2 separate regions of the Sus scrofa genome follow, and region 1 is linked to region 2. A link is a contact called in public HiChIP or PLAC-seq data. All regions are on one chromosome and are shown on one strand. The core of a region is the stretch at or near the end of the contact, and the rest is flanking DNA. Distances in the headings are between cores, read along the strand shown.

Evidence for each region. HiChIP or PLAC-seq counts read pairs in DNA pulled down with a chosen protein or histone mark.
Region 1: a contact with region 2 is called in an H3K27ac HiChIP or PLAC-seq map of skeletal muscle, with 14 times the contacts expected there. The contact joins two enhancer-like sites. A contact is called at or near these places in 1 of 47 Hi-C or Micro-C datasets (fetal heart ventricle) and 1 of 2 datasets of contacts at active chromatin or transcription factors (skeletal muscle).

The regions. Positions count from the first base shown.
Region 1 is chr6:156,981,358-156,984,425 of Sscrofa11.1, reverse strand. No RefSeq gene overlaps it. Among named protein-coding and RNA genes, the nearest start is that of USP24, 240 kb to the left of the region's middle. Within about 2 kb of position 1,270, at least 17 of the 83 cell types and tissues checked have an H3K27ac peak or open chromatin away from gene starts, as enhancers often do. A contact at or near this core is called in skeletal muscle, where this site is marked.
Region 2 is chr6:156,123,501-156,126,504 of Sscrofa11.1, reverse strand. The region is part of intron 1 of LOC102158676 (a long non-coding RNA gene); the gene reads right to left. Among named protein-coding and RNA genes, the nearest start is that of PLPP3, 320 kb to the right of the region's middle. Within about 2 kb of position 1,529, at least 15 of the 83 cell types and tissues checked have an H3K27ac peak or open chromatin away from gene starts, as enhancers often do. A contact at or near this core is called in skeletal muscle, where this site is marked.

The DNA.
Region 1 (3,068 bases), core at 21-2,520, 860 kb before region 2:
TGACTCAACAGTCCCTGGTTTGGCCGGGAGTACAGAGAAGTGCAAAGACCATGGCACATGGAGCCTGAAAGTCACATGAATCATTCCCTCAAGTTTTGTTTCATTGGCAGATTTCACTGGAATGCTTTCTGTTTTTTTCTATGTGACTAGCAGCATTGAGAAATCTTGGTTTGAAGGAAATCACTGGTGGTCAGTGGGCTCTCTGCCTGGCTATTCCCATCCAAGGAATAGCATGGTTAAGGCTAATCAGACAGCGATGGCCACAGCTCTCCATGGCCCACTGGACGATTCTGAGGAGGCTAGGTTGATGGTCCAGCTAAATTTTGCCAAGGAATCTAGCAAATTCTCTTATGATGACTTGGAACACTGTTCGTGGAATGCTCTTGATCTGGTAATTCAGCTTCTTAGCTCCTGTAGGAAATGTGACCAGTTTGGTGTGATTCCCTTTGATCAATCACCTTCTTTTTTATGCCACAGATAGTGGTATGAGAATCTAATCTGTAATTATTCATAGGATTGTTTTCAGATAATTTCATCACTAACATATACTAAGCATCTGGTGAGAGCCAGGCACTCGGTTGCTCCCATTATCTAATTTAATGCTTCCAGGGATCCTCCCTGGTAAACACTGTCCTTGCTCCCATTTTGAAGATGAGAAAATTGAGGCTTAGAAAGGTTTTGAGGGATGTCAAGGTCACATGGCTTTCTAGTATTTGACATTTTTGTGGAAGATCCAGGGATGAAAGCTGTCATCCTGGAAGAGTGAGGGAAAGGAAACTATGTATCTTAGCAACCATGTGCCAGGCACCTGCTGAGTGCTTGACAAATTTCATGGCATCTAAAGTTCACAGCACGCCTGGGAAGGGGTGCTGTTAGCATTTCCATTTTAGAGAGGGCTCAAGGTCAAGGAGCTAGTGAGCGGAGGCAAGTTTGGAGCTCTGGTTTTATGCCACAAAGCCTGTTCTTCTAGTCACCACATAGAGCTGCCCCATAGCAAGTGTGCAGGAGAAGCTGGAGCATCCGACCAAGGACCAGGGATGCTGGTGAGCCTGGGAACTGCAGGATGCAGGTGGGTGTGGCTGCCCCAAACCCTGGGTGTCATGACCAGTCAGTGTCTGCAAGCTTCCTCCTATTGTCTGCCTGCTGTTCCAGAGCTTTCAATTTTGTGTTCCTTCTTAGCTAAAAATAAGGTTTTGTTTGCATGCAGGGCAAAGGCCCTGGGACCCTCCTGAGAAAATCCGCAGAGGAAACAGGACACGGATCGGACTGCGAAGGCAGGGACGTCACTCCTCAGCTCTGAGAGGCTGGAAGCACGGAGCGGGAAGTGGCACTTCCCCTGTGTTTTTATGTTTAGCCGGGGTTTAATTAATAACCGGCAAACAAGTCTATAATTAACTCGATTTCCCTTTGGCCAGCCGAGGGAATAATAATAAGGCTCCTTTTTAAAGTCCACGGCATTGCTGGAAGGATGGGAGGGAAATCAGGCTTCCAGCACTGCCTGCCCAATAATGAGAGCCCTGCCTCGCATTCCTGGCTCCCTTCCTCCCTCCCCCCCGCACATTGTATTATCTGTACCAGATGTTGCATTAAAAGAAAAATTACTATACTTCAGGGCTCAAATTATATGTGCCTGATTTATTGCCTTGCCTCAGTTTTAAATGCTACCTTGCAGAACGCTGATAAATGATAGCTTATTATTTTGCAGGGTGCTGAGGTTGATGAAGATATCAAGGGCAGGAAGGGGTTAACTCTTTCCAGGCTGGAACCTTTTGGCTGGCCATTTGGCCCACCTTCTGAACGTTGCACATCTCCCCATACCCACCCCACCAAACCTATACTGTCTGGGCTGTTTTTATTTCTCATCTCTAAAGTGACACGCTCAAGGCTCTGTCTTGGCTCCCGAGATACTGAGGCATCTTGTGCATCAAAGATGAAGTACCCCTTTTAAGCATGACATTCAAAACTTGTCTCTGACTTCCTTTTCCAGCCCCCTATTAGTCTTCTTCCCACATGCTCTGCCCCCAGAGTCCTGAATGATCTGGCCTGTGCCTGCCTCGCCAGCTTCATTTCTTGCCCCTCTGTCCCACTGGCCTTCTTCCAGGTCCTTGAACGTCCAGACTCCTTCACGCAGCAGGAACTTTGCATGTGCCTCCCCCTCTGTCTGGAGCTCTTGCCCATCCATCCTTCATTTGGGCAGCCCATCTATCTTGTCTCTTGTCTCAGCATGAATGTCACTTTTCCACCCGTGATACTTCTTAGATGAGTATACACTTTCCATAATGTATACTCATTTGCCTATTTGCGTGATTATTTGCCTATTTCCTTGACTGCATTATAAGCACCATAAGGCCAGGAACTGAACCGGTTTACCACTGAAACTCTAGAACGTAATACAAAGCCAGGCGCAGATGCACAACATTTTTTAACTGAATGACTGTCTAGGGGAATAGCCAAGTTGCCTGTCTGCCCCATCCCTCACCCTGCTGAATACCCTGATTTTGATTATTTCTGCTTCCGAAATGAAGTTTTTCACCTATTTCTGGAACCACCTTCCCCTTCACAAGAGCTCTGTCATTTACTAACTCTGTCACTTTGGAAGCGTTACTTGACCTCCCTGGGCCTCAGTTTTCCCCATACGTGAAATGGGATAACAGTAGACTAGCTTCATCCAGTGGTTGTACACATTCAGTGAGTTAGGCTATTAAGGTACTTGGAAGTGTGCTTGGCTCATGGAAGGTACTGTGTAAAATGTTTCAAGGAAAACATTTAGTGATAAATACATGTTTCCTATGTTGTGACTTTAATTTGGGCCTTTGCTCTGGCTCTGCTTCCTCTAGCCACACACTTTGGCTGTGACTTTGCCTTTCTCAGCATCCATGGCCTCAGAATGGGCACAGGTCAACCAACAGGGTGACTGACCCAGACCTGGGGAGGCTGCTCAAGGCGATTTATGCCTGAGCTGGTTCTAAGAAAATGGAGACGACTTTGCCAGTGCCAAACTGGGCCATACTGTCCCATGCAGAAGGAAGAGCATGAAGAAGACCAAAGGAGCTGGAGAACTAGGTGTA
Region 2 (3,004 bases), core at 280-2,779:
GAAAAGGAAAGGAAAGGAAAGGACAGAAAAAATATCTCTACTGTCATAGCACTAATATTTAAGTGAGTAGGAGAAATAAATTAATATAAAACAAAGTACATCAGGGATGGTGAAAAAGACTTTGGAGAAATTTAAAGCACAAAGAGGGATAGAGCATGCTTTGTGTCTTGGAGGGAAATGATAGGTGATATTTTAAGAAGTGTTCCTACAAGGTCTCTAACAGAAGGCAACCTTGGTGAAAAGACTCAAAAGAAATGAAAGAGTAGGCAGCTACCAGGGTGTAAGGGACTCCAGGCAGAGGGAATATCTGGTTCAAAGGCGGCAGCAATGCCAACCATCTAAGTTAGAGAAAAGGATCATCTGCCCCAGGGCAGCATGTTTTAAGGTCAAGTCTGAGGCCAGTGTGGGTAGAAGAGGTACGTGAAGGGTCAGTGTGGTAGCAGGCATGGCAGGAGAGGGGGTGTGAGAATGCAGAGAGCCTAAGAAGGCACAAGAAGGATTTAGAGTTGTATTGTGCATGAGAAGTGAATGATTGGGCTCAGACCACTGGGGGAAACAGAGACAAGCAGAGAATGAATGACAGAACCAAAAGGAGGAGCTCGAATGAGTGGCTTTTAAAGTCCCACCAGAAATTTAAGAACATAGGAATTTATGATTGTAAGGAATTTCTCACCTGACACACATTTTTGAGCATATTTTTTCTTTTAATCTTCCCATTTTATTTTTAAATTTTATTTTTTATTAAAGTATAGTCGGTTTACAATGTTGTGCCAATTCTTGCTGCAAAGTGGCTCAGTCATACATATACATTCTTTTTTATTTTATAGTTTGTCTTTTTAGGGCATATGGAATTTCCTGCAGCATATGGAAATTTCCAGGCTAGGGATCAGCCCACACCACAGCCACAGCAATGCCAGACCCAAGCTGCATCTGCAACCTACACCACAGTTCTTGGCAATGCCAGATCCTTAACCCACTGAGTGAGGCTGGGGAGCAAACCTGCAATCCTCATGGATACTAGTCAGGTTCTTAACAGGCTGAGCCACAACAGGAACTCCCTATACATTCTTTTTTTTTTTTTCCCCAATCATGGTCTATCTCAGGAGATTGGATATAGTTCCCCACTGAGTACATTTTGTTCATGCAAAGCTAATCCGGACAAGAGCCAGAGCATGAAGAGAGAGAAAGCAGCCGGAGGTGAAACCCTTCCTCTCTCACTTGTGCGCACTCCGTCCGGGGCCCACGGGAAATTACACTTGCTCCTCAATCAAGCTGTGTTCTCGCAGCTCCAGAACCCAGCATAGGCTGTGTCCTCCCTTGGATTCTGCCTCATGTCCCTCCTTCAAGTAGCTCATTTCTACTCCTCCCTTAGATCTCAGCTACATGAGAAACCCCCCTGACAAGGGTTCCTCAACACCTGCCACCCTGTATTCCACCCCGCCCCCCAGCCCGGATTGAGGGTGTTTCACGCTGCATCCCTAGCACCCTGAACTTTCCTCACCACGGCCCTCCTTGCACTGTATTGTAATTGTCACTCTACACGTCTGTTTTTCCAACTCGACTGCCAAGACCATATCTGTTTCAAAGCCCAATCATTCTTTGCTGAATGAACATTAATATGAATTCAATCTAAAGAGCTGATGAAAATACCTAAAACAATCACTAAAAATTCACAGGTGCAGAACTCGCCTTTGAAACTGACGAAGGAAATGTCCCACCTAACCACGGCCTTGCTTTGCCCCGCCCCCCCCCACGTGGTAGACATGTGCTTCACATTGGCCCTGATGCCTGTGACTTATGATTCATGCTGAAAGCACATTGGAAAGCCTCATCTTTATAGCCCTTTTCTGAGAAAATTACCCAATTTGGCCGTCCTTCTGGCCCCAAGGCCACTTGACAGATCCCAATGAGCCAGGCCAGATTGGGAGGAGGAGAGGAGGGTGGTGAACTTCACCATCAAATTGTCCAATGCCTGAAAAATGTTGGCTTTGGAATGATGCAGGTCCTCTCTTGTGCATTGCCTAGAATCAGAGGAAGGTACTCCCTGCCAGGCCAAGGCAGTGAGGTCTCTGTGTTCCTGGCTGAGGCCCCCAAGCCAGTCTCCCCAGCAGAACTCCCTGCCAGGTGTAGTGTCACAGCTGTGGAATCAGAGAAGTTGTGCAAGAGGAGAAAAAAAAGTTTTCCAACTCAGCAAAAGAACAAGTCTTGGAGCGAGGGCTCGGGGAGAGTGCAAGCCCAAAGCAAGGCCAAGAATCATGAAATAAAGTCCACGTGGCAAGAACTAAGGATCTTAGCAACTGTAAGAACTAGAGGAAAGCAGCAAATGAGCAGAAAGTTAGGGGAGAATGAGCGTGGTCAGGAACACACAAGGAATTCCAGGGCTTTCTTACAACCTGACATACATTGCATAACTTCCTACAGAGTCAAGATGTATATTAATTTACTCATCAAGTATTGTGGATCCTTTGTAAACTCTCTTGATCTGTACAACTCCCCTAGCTTCTATTATTATTGCCACTTTAGGAAGGAGGAACTTGAATTTTAATGAGACTCATGAGTGAGCAAGACAAGCTTTATGCCCAGGACCTGCGTGATCCACAATCCCCTGCTCTGGATTGAAGCCCACCCCAGACCCTCTTACAGGCTGGGCAACCCTGAGCAAAGTCACTCTCTTTCCTTATCTCTGAAATGAGGATGCTATAACCACTGAGATAATCTATAGGAAATGATTTCCTCCACCATAAAGCATTATGCAAATGTGAGTCCCACGTATTTGTTTATTTGCTTGCTTGTTTTTTATGCTCTATTTCATTTCACAATAAGGCCCACACGAGACCACACACAGTGACAACACATCCAGTTATCCAAATACTGGTGCGGAAGAGATTAAATTCTCCACCTAACAAATCTTTCTGGAGGAAGGCTCTATAAGCACCAACAAAACCTACAGACTTCAATCTCATATTCATAAAATTATTCACTCAACAAACCCTTACTAAGCCAC